2 separate regions of the Gossypium hirsutum genome follow, and region 1 is linked to region 2. A link is a contact called in public Hi-C data. All regions are on one chromosome and are shown on one strand. Each heading gives the region's core, a stretch centred on a gene start, on an enhancer-like site or on the middle of the called end of the contact. The rest is flanking DNA. Distances are from core to core; before and after follow the strand shown. Region 1 overlaps LOC107894941. Region 2 holds the start of LOC107894137.

What was found. Hi-C and Micro-C count contacts between places; a contact is called where the count stands out from the background.
Region 1: a Hi-C map of hypocotyl shows a contact between it and region 2, with 2.0 times the contacts expected there. The contact joins the enhancer-like site here to the promoter of LOC107894137 in region 2. A contact is called at or near these places in 2 of 34 Hi-C or Micro-C datasets (hypocotyl and leaf).

The regions. Positions count from the first base shown.
Region 1 is chrA13:11,446,442-11,453,078 of Gossypium_hirsutum_v2.1, forward strand. The region is part of intron 4 of LOC107894941; the gene reads left to right. Among protein-coding and RNA genes, the nearest start is that of LOC107894941, 7.3 kb to the left of the region's middle. Within about 2 kb of position 2,025, at least 1 of the 9 cell types and tissues checked has an H3K27ac peak or open chromatin away from gene starts, as enhancers often do. A contact at or near this core is called in hypocotyl, where this site is marked.
Region 2 is chrA13:11,248,632-11,255,879 of Gossypium_hirsutum_v2.1, forward strand. It overlaps LOC107894137, which reads right to left and starts at 2,151. Exons shown (of 1, transcript XM_016819356.2): 1 at 1,585-2,151. The coding sequence starts at 2,151. The coding sequence ends at 1,585.

The DNA.
Region 1 (6,637 bases), core at 775-3,274, 200 kb after region 2:
ATCTCCAAGTTTGCCCATCCAAATCTTCCTCAATCATGACATCTATGTGTCTTCTTGAAAAAGACCGAAGAGTAATCTTACAATCACTATTCAACCCCAAAGATAAGCCCCCGCTACTACCATACGAATCCAGATTAATTCTATTAGAAAAACCACACTTACGCCTAACTTTTTCCATCCTACTTCCCTTCAGCTTTGTTTCAATTAAAAAACTACCGTGGGATTTATGTCTCTCAACATGTGTCAGAGACGATTAACAGTTTGAGGTCTCCCCAAACCTCGAACATTCCAGCTTAAGAGTTTCATGACTCTCGGCTGGCCTGCTTAGTAAGGCCTGCCACTCGTGTATTATTTTGTACCTGCAAAGAAGTACCAAAAGTTTTATTTGAATCCTCGTATCCAGAAACTCGTGAAACAGTAGCATGTACTCAGGGACGTTTAAGACCCTCACTGAACATTATTGGATTGCTGTCTTCCTTATGGGTCACCATTTCCTCATCGAAATCCATATTGGTCTGGGCCTGTTCCCCATTTTTAATGGGCCTAAAGTAACAGTTGACTTTCCTTTATCTTCAGTAGCAACAAAAACAGGAACTTTTGGGATTGAACCCCAATTCCCACCTTTATTAATGTAATTTGAAGATAGAATCCCTTCATTTCTCCTTTCCCCTGTTAACATTGTATTACCAAAATTAGGAGATTTCCTTCCATCGTCTTCCACAAGCCATTTGCTTTTCCATGACTGACTCCTTCTTGATTGAGCACATAGAGAAATATCCCAATTACGTACATATTCTGTCTGTGATTGTGTAACTCGTACCGGACAAAAGCTTTCCCCATGTCCCAATCTGCCACATAGAAAACAGAATAAGGTCAACTTTTCGTACTCAAAACGGACAAATACTGAATCGCCATTCTTCAACACAATCCTCTTTTTTCTCTTCAGCGGCTTCCGAACATCTATTTTCACCCTGATTCTTATTATACGTTTATGCCCCAGTTGAATAGCAGTAGTATCGTATTCACAAAAAACCCCAATAAAATTCCCCAACAGTGCGCCACAGAATCTGCCATTAACCCAAGAGGAAGATCATATATAAGTACCTAAAAATCCACCCAATTTAGCTGAACAACTAAAGGATCCTCTCTTGGTTTCAATCGATAAAGAATAAGAAGGTGAGAATTAAAGTTCCATGGTCCAGACTTCATAACCCTTTTAGCATCCACTTCATAATAAAAACAAAATAAATAGCGTTCCCTTCCCAGATTTGAAATTGAAACACCCCCTACAGGATGCCAAACACTCGCCAAAGTCGATCATTGCTTGGAAATGCACAACACTAGAAGTAAGAAAAACTCCAACTAGACAATTTTCATACGAGATCTCTTGATTAGGCTCTTCCACCTCCAACTGAAGGGTCTCGTCCTCTTCATCATCCAATGAAAGCCCAGCAATTGAGTCCTCCATTATCTTTCTACACGAAAATAGTAGACAACCCCCAACAGCAAAAATAAAACAGGAACAATTCTAGAAAAACAGAAAGCGTGTCAAAAGATAGAGAGAAAGCGTGTCAAAAGACAAAGGAATGTAAATAGATGAAGGTTTTTTCTATGTTTCAAGGACTTGCTTACAAAAGTAGATCTTACACATTTGAATGATGATAATCATTGTATTGAAAATTAATAAATGAAAAAATAACAAAATAAATGTTAACCCCAAAATCTTACATTACAACTAACAATATAAAAATTCATGGACTAAATGCCCCTTCAAAGATATACACTTGCTTTTTTTGAAGAAAATATATATTTACTATAATAATTAAATTTATTTATGTTTACCGATTTAACGACTAATAAAAAAAATTAATGATTAAATTTGTATCACTTATCAAATCAAGCTCTTAGTAAACATAAACTATGAAATTCGATTTTCACCTATTATTTTTGGGTTAATGCTGAGCCAGCTCGCATCCCTGTCTCTTCGCTCACCTCGTACTAAACATAAAACGGCAGTCCTTAAATAGACCCAAAAAGAAAAAAGAAATAAAGAAAAAAAACTGGGCCTACTCTTCATATATAAATGATTTTGGATTTTAAGCCTTAAGGCCGATATAAATTGTTACGCTCCAAGTAAAATTATGGGCTATGTGGTTTTCATGTTGCGGAGCTAAAGGAATGAAATACTTCTGATCCATTTTTCCACTCATTGAGATAAATAAATGAAATGACCCTGGAATCTATCGCTATAGTTAAGTTGCTAATGTTGGCCAACATCATATTACAACTCACAATCCTCAACACCATTATGTTAAAAAGTATTCGAAGCATTCGATTATCCCTATCACATCTCCATTCAGAAATTGAATATATATGCATCGTGGGTTTCTCCAATTTTTGCTTCAATTCTTTTTTTCAAATAATGATTTTCATTTTATTTGCTTTTAAACGATTTTATTTTTGAAATTTTATTTGCTTTATAAACAATGAAAATCATTGAATTCACTTTTTAGATTTTTGTTTAGTTACGTCTGGACAAATTTACTAATAATTACGTTCAAAAGCTTGGTTACATAGTTCGAAAATTTCTTGCATTTGCAGGGACTTATTCAAAGAGTAATCCACTATAAAAGAACAAATAATGCAATTCAAGCTCAAAATACTCACCAAACTGCAATCTCACTCCTATACTTCATCTAGATCACTCTCTTCATTAAGTCTTTATCTTTGCACATTTCCCCCTTATTTTTTGTTTTTTATAATCTTTAGATTTTTTTTATTTCCAAAAGAACAGGTATTTTATTTCTTTTGACTTTTTCGTGTATGAACTGATTATGGCAATTTGAGAAAGAATGTATAAAATGGGCTCTTATGAAGGGGGCGAAGCCAGAATTATTGATAGAGGGTTGGGCTTACTTTGAATAAGTTATTTTTAAATTCAAGATAATAATTACAAAAATTTAAATAAAAAATAAATTAAATACTTAATTTATATTAGATATTATAATTATTTAACTTTATTTTTACCTAATTAATATTTAGATACCATTTATGTAACACCCTTTACCCGATTCAGTCACTGAACCCGAGCTATAGGATGCTACGAACAAATACCAAACAATCACATGCAATTTATAATTCAAAATCTCAATAAAAAATCATTACATCAAATATGATCAAGTGTAACATGTAATTCAATCAATTTCGAGTTTATATCGAGTTTAAGAAAGCTTAAAACCAACTTGGTATCATACAGGGATAAATTTGAAGTAAAAATAAAAAGATGGGAAAAATCTGCAAACTGAGGTCACACGGTTGTGTCCTCTGACAGTGTGGAAATGCTAAGGCCATGTGGGATGGGACTAGAGCTGATCATGGGCCGGGCGGCCCGACCCGACCCGAAAGCCCGCCCAAAAAATGGGAGGGTTTGGGTAAAAATATAGGCCCGAAAAACGGGCTTGGGCAAAAAAACGAGACCCATTTAGAAAACGGGCTGGGCCTCGGGTAAGAGCTTTTTGGCCCGGGCCCAGCCCGGCCCGGCCCGAATTATATATTAATATATATATTTTTTATTTTTTAAAATTATTTTAAATTTTTAATATAACTATTTTTATTATATTGTTAATTTGTGTATTATTTTAAGAATTATTTTAGTATTCTTTTTATTTGTTTTAATTTTTTTTATGTTTTTAAATATATTTGATTTATTATATTTTTAAATTTTTTTATTTAATAAAATAAGAAAAAAATTTTAATATGGGCCGGGCCGGGCCGGGCTTAGTAATTTTATTTCGGGCCGGGCTTGGACAAAATTTTAGGCCCATATTTCAGGCCGGGCCAGGCCCGGGCCCTAGTAGACGGGCCTAAAATTTTATCTTGGCCCGGCCCGAATCCGGCCCGGCCCGGCCCATGATCACCTCTAGATGGGACACATGATCGTGTAAGCAAGCCATGCAACAAATTGATATCGTGTGGGGTTGGAGTCACACAGTTGTGCAAACAGTCGTGTACACTTACCAAGGTCGTGTGGGTTAAAAGTGTAAATAATAAAAAAGATGTCACATGGCCAATGCCGTTGGACCATGTAACAGATTGTGGCTGTATGCACCAAAAATCATCCAAATCCTACAGGCCACACAGTCGTGTCTGGTATCGTGTAAGGCACACGGTCGTGTGCCAGGTCGTGTGCCAGGCCATATGTACCTAAAAAATACCTTTTGATACAAGTGTTCAACCTTAAATCACTTAGGCCTCAAGTAACCATTAAATCATGTTTCAACCAATTCAAAAGCATCAAAATCATACCAAAATATCACTTATAACAACCAACCTAAGTGCCTAACCAATATGCCAGAATTTGGCACCTCAATCAACAATTCAAAACTGACCAAAAGATCATATTCATATCAATTCAATAAACCTTCCATGACACTTCAATTACCAACTAGTAATGCATCAAATAGTCATCCAAGCAATCTCATGATTTATGCATCAAGTCTACCAAAACATTTCAAGCATACATAAGCTTATAAATTACCTTATACACCTATTCCTTGGTAGATCATCATATCACCATCTAAGCAAGCAAATATACAAGGCAAACTACTCATCAGGATGCCATTTTCATGATCATTGCCATGACACACATATATACATAAACATATACATAATTTCTCAAAATGCTACAAGAATCCAAAAATAAAACATTAAATGCCCAAATGACACCTTAGTACATGCCATGACCAAAATTTAAAACATCACCAATGATTGAGTCTAAGATTGCCACTAGATGTTGAGTCGATGATCAAATCGTAAAGTACCTAACCTACGCATGGAAAACAAACCGTACACTAAGTATAACTTAGTGGTATTTCTATAATCCAAACAATTAAGCATAACAAAAATTATTTTAGTAGCATAAGTTAAAAATAAATGTTGATATGCTATCAACATGCCATGATCATTTATTACATTCTTGAAACAAACTAATACAATTTACCAATATGAAAACATGATAAACACTTCACAAATCCTTGATTTTTCAAGTCATATGATAGCACAACCTATTACCATTTTCAAATTCATGAAGTCAATGAACTTATATGTCATTGTTTCAATATTTTCCACAAATACTTTTCTTTTCTAACTATTTGCCATCCCAATAACAATTCACATCTCTTATAGAATATTCATTCACTTGAATTTGTAAACTTACTCAACATCACCATTTTCATTATAAACATTTTAGTTTTATAATTTATTCCCCCTATTAACACAATTCGAGCTCAAACGGATACACCGATCCAACAAACACAATAATTTGGCACCCAGTGCCTCATGGGATAAACCTGAAGTAAATAGTTGCGTCCAACGCTAACCAGTAAGTTTGACACCCAGTGCCTCATCGACTCGTAATTGAAGTAACCATGAACTCTTCCTATCCTATAGCATGCCAATTATATCTGATTCTACTCGAACAGTTAATAGGGTATTCATTACATATTTTATTATCAACCAATACATCAATTCACATCAATTTACATTGTATACATTTATCCCACACATGGAAATGACCTGACATCACTTGTAGTAGTTATTTTAGGTCATCTTTGCACTTAACGAGTTTGTTTTCTACGAACTTCATAATTAATTACTATATTTTCAGTATTATTAGGTTAGGATTAAAAGTTAATAAATATAAGTGTTTTTAACACATTTTTTAGTGTTGATGACCTATTAGGCTGACATGGTCTTAGGTAGGTTTAATTTGGGTATTTAAGTGTGTAGGAGGCTTAATTTTAGAGCCAACTGACGTAAGAACTTGGGGCAAGTGATGCACAAGCTTACCGGGCTGTGAAAGCATGAGAAAAATGTTCAAAGCCACAAAATGCCTTGTGTGGCACGACATGCAATATGTGTGGCATGACACTCAAGGTTTTTGTTGCAATAGGAAGCCTTATGTTGAGCCACATCAACCTGTATTGAGCCAAAAAACCTGAATGTGGGCTACAAGAAAGGATGATGTCGGCAATTATATTTTGGTAGATTTCCAGAGATTTTATTTCTTACTTGCACCCAAAGTATCGGGAGCATATCGAGGGTATATCGGGCACATATTTATCCTATAAATAAGAGACTTATGTACACAAATTAGGGCATCAATCCATCAACCTATTCATCAAGCACTTCTTCAATTCTTTAGTTTTAGTTTTCTTTTGTTCTTCCATAGTCGGAAGATCTTGCTCCAATGTGAAGACATTTGTGAGCGAAGATTGCTCTAGATCCACACTTCAATATAATTATTCATGAGCATTCTTTTATCTCTTCTCTTCTATTCTTTTATTTATCTTTCTTTAATCTAGACAATTAATGTTTGTATGAATAATTGAATAGGTTATTATGCCTTATTCATATTTTGCATGTTTCATTTATTGAACTAATTAATTAATCAAGTCGATTAATTAACAAAAGAATAAGAGTTCATAATAGGATTAGTTGATATAAATTATATGTTCTTAAATTATTAGGTTTATAACCCTAATAAGTAATCATAAGGGAGACAAATCGGGAGATAAGTCAAACCAAGTAAATCATAATTATCCTGGCAGAGAAAGTGAGGTCAAGAGATAAACAAGTA
Region 2 (7,248 bases), core at 901-3,400:
AGCTTTCTAAGCTCGATATAAACCCAAAATTGATTTAATTGCATATTGTACTTAATTATATATGAATATATTGATATTGAATTGATATTTGAACTATGAAATGTAATCAAATGTACTGAATTTGTTTGTAGCACCTTATAACCCGGGTCCAGCGATCGGACTAGGTATGGGGTGTTATATACGGCATGCAGAGCTTTCTTTAGCTAAATTTTCTTCTTTAGAGCGACTGAAGAATAAGATACTTTAAAGTGAAATTTTGGTAAATAGAATTGAGATAATTTTGTCTCCCCCTATATATATCTACACCTTTAGCAGGATTTTCATTGATTGTCTCTACAATTCATCATTAATAATTTTGTCTCCCACTTTAGAACCAGTCAGTTCCATCGTAACTGAATCAAGATTAAGATCCAACTTATCGTAATTTGATCACTCAAATTTTTTAATCCCCCAATTGATTCAATAGAGATACTCAAGTGTTACATTCACAAATAGAAGATCTTTCATCTTATTTGGCCAAAGTTAATAATTTGTGTCATTCAGCATAATCATCTTACTAGTGTTAATTTCCATGATTACTGAACATGAGAACCAACTTAGCTCTTGACACCAATTTTTTGGGACGAAACCAAACCCGATAAAATACTACAGAAGCAGAATTAGTATTCTTTCACTCCTGAAAAATGAATTTGATAATTATAGTAAACCCAATAACACAATATATCAATAATTGATGCAAACAAACCATAGTATCACAAGAAAAAATAATAAATCGAGACACGTAATTTTTATGTGAAAAACCCCTTAAGTAAAGGGTAAAAACCACATAACTTTAAAAGTCTAAAAAGAATTTCATTATAATCAAAGTCTTACTACAACATTACAAACAAACCATAATAAAAACTATACAACTCAAATAAAACTATCAATAAATAATCCTAAGCAATCTTTTAAAAAAATTTTGATAATATCATCTAAAAAGGACGGAATTTGAAAGCCAAAAACCCAAAACTACACCCAAAACGAAAATTGAAGTACACAAACCCCAAAAGGAAGGTTGATATTTATTAAAGAAAAATATTTTCCCTCACATTTTTTTGTTTTTCTTTTCTGACTTGCAACACACTTTTTTGTTTTAGCAACCTTATACGAAAGGCACACGTAGAAGTGGGCTCCCACATAGTGGGACCACACACAGCACAACGCCCTTATCAAAGTCGAGAATCTATTATTAGTATCTGATTCAGGTCTGAGGGAAACTAAAATTGTATTCCTCATCCACCATTTTTATTCTTCTTTTCATTTTCTACTCATGAAAAAAGGGAAACCACTTCAATTTGTTACTAAGCTATGGAGCGAAAACATCATTCATTCCATTAAAACGTATCTTTTCATTTCAAATTTCTAATCCTGATTGTACATTTAACTTCTTTTAATCAAATACTAAAAAATACTGAGACAAACCCAAAAAGATTTAATGAATTTACAGATCGGCTATGCCTTGTCTTCCTTTGAAACCCCCCAACTATGTTTGGTTTCGTTAGGTTTAATTTTGCCTTTTTCCTTTGTTTTTAGGTTGAATTTTTATTCCGCCGACAGAGTTTCCGGCCGCCACAACAATGCAGAAAACTCAGACGAATCGTAATAGACATCGGGATATTCGAACAATCCGCCATACGTCACATGGCCACCCCCGTAGTTATCTCCGATTCCGAACCCGAACAAGTCAAAGTTAGGGATCTGATCCCCAAATTCCAATAACTCACCGGTTCCTGACGAGTCAGTGTCGAGTCTCAGCAACTCAGTAACCTCGCTCCTTATTTCGTCACTTGAAGTTGTGGTAGCCATAGGAGGAGGTAAACCAAGATCATCATCGGAAGCCTCCAAAAGGTAAACAAGATCCGGTTGAGGTTCGCTGGAATCTGATTTCGGATTCAACAGCGGCTCCTTTGCATTTGAAGTTGATGACGCTGCCAATATCTCCTCTTCGAAACTCTTAATAACCAATGCGAGGTCTTGGTTAACAGGCAAAGAATCAGAGTCCTCAAGGAGATCTAATAAATCGTCTCTGAGTCTCTTCACCATAGGTGAGTCTAGGTCAGACTCGGCCGAGTCACCTCTAACTCGCTTCTTGCTGTTTGAATCTTCCATGCCGTGGGTATGAATTTTACTTTATATTATTTTCGTAGAGAGTATTTGAAAGAAGAGTCGCGAATGAGCGAACTCGAGGTGAGGTGAGGGGAGAAGGGGGACACTATTATATACAATGAGACCGAAGTAGAGACAGAAAAGAGAGAGCGTGAGTAATGATGGAGATGCAGGCGCGTTGGAGGAGAATATTCTTAGGTCATAATGGAGTTTCTTTTATTGTTTTTCTTAGTAATTTTTTGGGTTCCTTAATAAAGGCGGTCGTCTAGAACGGTTTCCAAAATGGAAATTTTGGGGATTTGAATGCCGTGGTCAGAAGGGACCCACCAGTAGCCCAGTCAATCACAATATCAACCCTCGGGTTTGGTTTTGCCGCCTTGTTTCTTCTCCATTTCGTTTTTGCATAATTATTTTTTTAGCTTTCCAAATTTATATTTTAGTTTTTTAATTTAATTTTTCTGTCTTTTTTTAGATGTTATATTTTTTTTGAGTAAACGGACTGGATATTTATTAAAGCATAAAAACAGACCAAAAAAAAACATTAAATTAGTTCTCAAAAATCACTGGAATTAATCCTAAAAGAGAAATAATCAAAACTAAATGTAAAGAGTAGGCGGCCAACAATGTAATAACAGAAAAAGGCCTAGAAAACAAAAAACAAAAAATAAAGAAAAAGGAAACCTAATTCCTAATCCAGTCAACATCAACAGTTGGACTCCATAAATTTGTTGCCTCTTCACATCTCTGTCCCAGCAGTTCAAACCACAATAGTTTCCAAAATTTTTTTTTCTTCTGCAATCTATTTTCTTTGTAGTTCTTCCATGAAACCGCCTCAATCTAGGTGTCTCGGTCATCTTTCTTCCAGTGCACGACAGACGTAATCCGGTACAGCTCCCACAAGTACTTTCCCTCTCCATTTTTCAACACTTCGTGCACAAGATTATGGGCACATTCATTTTCTGATCTATGAACTAGAAATCAATTTCTTCAAAATGGACCTTTTTGCTTTGAATATCTCTAATAACTGTTCTTGAATCCCCCATAATTTCTAATGAATTAAATCCCATTGAGATTCTTAATTGAACAACTTGCAAACCTGCATGTGCTTCTGCCGCAAACGGAGATGAGATTGCGCTATGTATGACTATCTTCGAGGCTAAAATCTTGCCCATCAAGCCCCGAACCACCAGTCTTGAAGCCAATTTGGAAGATCGTCTGTCAAAGGCTGTATCAAAATAAATTGTCACCCTCATATTTCCTTCAAGTTGTCTGTGCCCTCTATCAACACTTAAGGTAAGTGGCTTCTCCTCCAGACCATTTAACTCTACCATATGACTTTGGATTCGTTTCGAAAAATCCCTTTTCGCCATGATTTTTCCTTCATGTATTAACTGATTTCTTGAAATCTAGATTAACCATAATGCACAACAAAAGAGTCGACATTGTTTACTAGTACCTATATTGAATACCCAAATAAGCCACTCCCAAATACTTTGAATCATATTATTAAAAATCCAAAAAAGATTTAAGTTCTGCCATACCTCTATTGTTGTAGGGCAGTGTCGAAAAATGTGATTGCTGTCCTCTTCCGAACTGCGACACCGGGGACAAGAAACATTCACTAACACTCTTTTATGCCTGAAATTTATTAGAGTAGGAATATAGTTCCAAGAGATTTTCTATATAGTAATTGTAATTTTTGAAGGAAGATGTAAATTCCATAGTTTCTTGTAAAAATCCTTAATCTCGGTTTGTATTAAATTATCACTAAGACCCAAATTAGTTTATTGTAATAGTTTATGACGCTTTTGACTGAGAATTCGCCAGAAGGTTCTCCTCTCCAAACTTGGAAATCGTCTTGTGCTGCTTTCACCAAATGAATTTGCAAAATTTTCTGTGGAATGTCCGCATGAAAGGTATTAGCGATTAAGTCAGCCTTCCAAGTTTTATTTCTAGCATCAATTAGATCCGAAACTAACTTGAGTTCTTCATTATTGCTAATGTTGCTTAATCTATTTGCATCGACTTCCGGTATCCACAGATCATCCCAAACAGATATTTGAACCCCCTACCAACCCTTTAGCACAATCCACTTTTTAAAAGACCCTTTGCTGCCCAAACACTCTTCCAGATGAACAAAGGTAAATTCCCTAACTGTGCATTAATAAAATTCAAATTTGGATAGTATTTGGTTTTCAAAACTCTAACTAACATAGAATTTGTAAAATTAACAAGACGCCAACCTTGCTTGGCTAATAACGCAAAATTAAATTGTCCAAGATTTCAGAACCCCAAACCACTATTTTCTTTTAAGGTACAAAGATCCCTCCAAACACACCAGTGAATACCCTGCTTGCCACGACCCTTTTGCCCCCAGAAATTTGCAATAATACTCTCCAGGTCAACACATAATGACTTAGGTAGTTAAAAACAAGCTATTGTATAGGTTTTTATAAACTGAAGAATAACCTTTATGAACACTTCTTTCCCACCTTGAGATAGATGCCTAACACTTCAATTATCAATTTGCTACTTAAATCTATCCTTTAAAGTTTGGAAAGATGATTTTTTCCTTCTACCCACCATGTTGGGAAAGCCAAGATAATGTTCTAGGTCATTTGAACGGCGCACACCAAGTATACTAGCAACCATTCTTCTTTCTTCCTCCTGCGTATTAGTACTGAAAAAGATGGTAGATTTGTCATAATTGACACACTAGGCTGAACAATTTCCATATATGAGCAAAATTCTCTTTAATAAATGAGCTCCTCTGTTTGTTGCCTCCTCAAACAAAATACATTCATCTACAAATATCAAATGTGAGACCTGTGGACCACTTCTACTGGCCTTAACCCCTCTCAATAATCCTTCCCTCATTGCAAGTCGCATAAGACTAGATAAGCCATCTCCACATATTAAAAATAGAAATGGGCTCAAAGGATCACCCTGTCTTAGTCTTCTAGTTAGACGAAACTTTTCTCCCACATGACCATTAAAGGCCACTGAATAAGAAACTGTGGACACACATTTCATGAGAGATTCAATCCAGCCTGGATCAAAACCCATTCACATTATCATTTCCTTAACAAAGCTTCATTCAACCCTATCATACGCTTTACTCAAGTCAAGTTTCACCGCCATAAACCCCTTTTTCCTTATCTTCTTCTATTTTAAGGTATGTAAAATTTTATAAGCCAACAAAATATTATCCGAAATTAACCTCCAGGGCACAAAAGTGCTCTGTGCAATATCAATGCATTTTTCTAACACTTCTCTAAAGCGATTTGCTATAACCTAATTGCAATTAGTTTATAAAGTACGTTGCATAAACTAATGGGCCAAAAAAGAGTAATATTGGAAGGATTGACCATTTTAGGAATTAACACAATATGAGTAGCATTAATTCAACTAACATCCATACCTCCATTCAAAAGTAGTAGGCAAAAGGATGTGACATCTTCCCCAATGACATGCCAACACTTCTGATAAAATAAAGGAGGGAATCCATATTCACCTGGTGCTTTTGTAGGCCCCATTTCAAAAAGCACCAAATGAATCTCCTCCTTTGTATATCTTGTCGTGAGCCATTAATTGTCCTTCTAAAAGATAGAACGATCAATACCCAAAAAAAGATGGTCATAATTTCCCCTCTTACCAACCGAAAATAAATTCTAGAAATAAGATCTAGCAATTACTTCTATTTCCCGTATGACCTCTCTTTCCCTTCCATCCTCATGTTACATTTTACGAATGAAATTTCTTCTCCGTGGTTGTGTCTTTGACTATGGAAGAATGATGTATTCCTATCCCCAAGTTTCAGCCAATTCACTCGAGCCCTTTATTCCCAATAAAGTTCATCCTTTCCAATCTCAAAATTAAGTTGAATCTTTGTATCAATAATTTCAGACAAATTATTATCATCCCTTTCAGCGTCCATAAGCTCTAACAGTCTTGAGGTTAAAAATTTCTTTTTCCTTTTTCTGTTTTGTCGTATTCGAGCAGCCCATCTCTCCAAACCTTTTTTTTAAGCTTTTTAGCTTTTGCAACAAATATCCTATTTACCTTTCCCAAATGTGTTTGACTTCGGCAGTGAACGATTCCTCCAAAACCCACCAAACTTCAAACTTAAACTTTCTTCCAGTCAACCAGTTGTCTTCCCTTTTCGTAATAATTAAAAGTGGACAATGATCCGAAAAAGAATGCAAAAGATGTTGAATTGATACTTCAGGAAACATAGACATCCATTCCTCAATAGCCACTCATCTATCCAAACGTTTTTAGATGTTCGTTTCTGGCAAATTGTCTATTTCCCATGTGAACCAATTTTCAGAATAACCCACATTCATCTGATGACAATCCTCCAGCACATTTTGAAACACTTCCATCCTTCTTTCATCTCGAGGTAACCCTCTTTTTTTCTCAACACCATACATAATTTCGTTAAAATCCCAATAAGCAAACCAAAGGATCCCTTCAGTACCATAAAGACTTTTCAAAAGAGACCATGATTTATCCCTATCCTGTGCATAAGGGGTGCCATAGAAACATGTATATCTCCACTTATTCCCATCTTCAGAGTCTTCAATTCTCATATCAATGTGCCTTTTAGAGAAATTTCGAAAGCATAATAGTAACATCACCCCGCCATGCCAAACATAACCCTCCTCTAGAACCATTAGAGTCAACATTAATGCTATTAACAAAACCACAACTTCGTCGAACTCTTCCCATCTGAGTCTTACTAATCTTTGCATCCATAAAAAAGACCATCTAGAGATTATATATCTTCAGCGTATACCGAAGTTGTCGCACTGTTCGTGGATTCCCCAAACCACAGACATTCCAACTTAAGATTTTCATTACGCCCGGTCAGCTTGCCTTTTGGCAGCCGCCGATGGTAAAAAATTACTTTCTAACATTCTCCTATTTCTTACTGCCAAAATATTGATCTCTTCCCTAGTTATCGACTCCTCAATCTCCCTTTAGGTCTCTTTTTTCCCTCTTCTCCTATTAACACACCTTCTTCCAAATTGTAATCCATTGTAGACTAAACCTGTCCTGTCGACGAGTTTCCTCCCCATTGTAAGGAAGAAGTCGAAT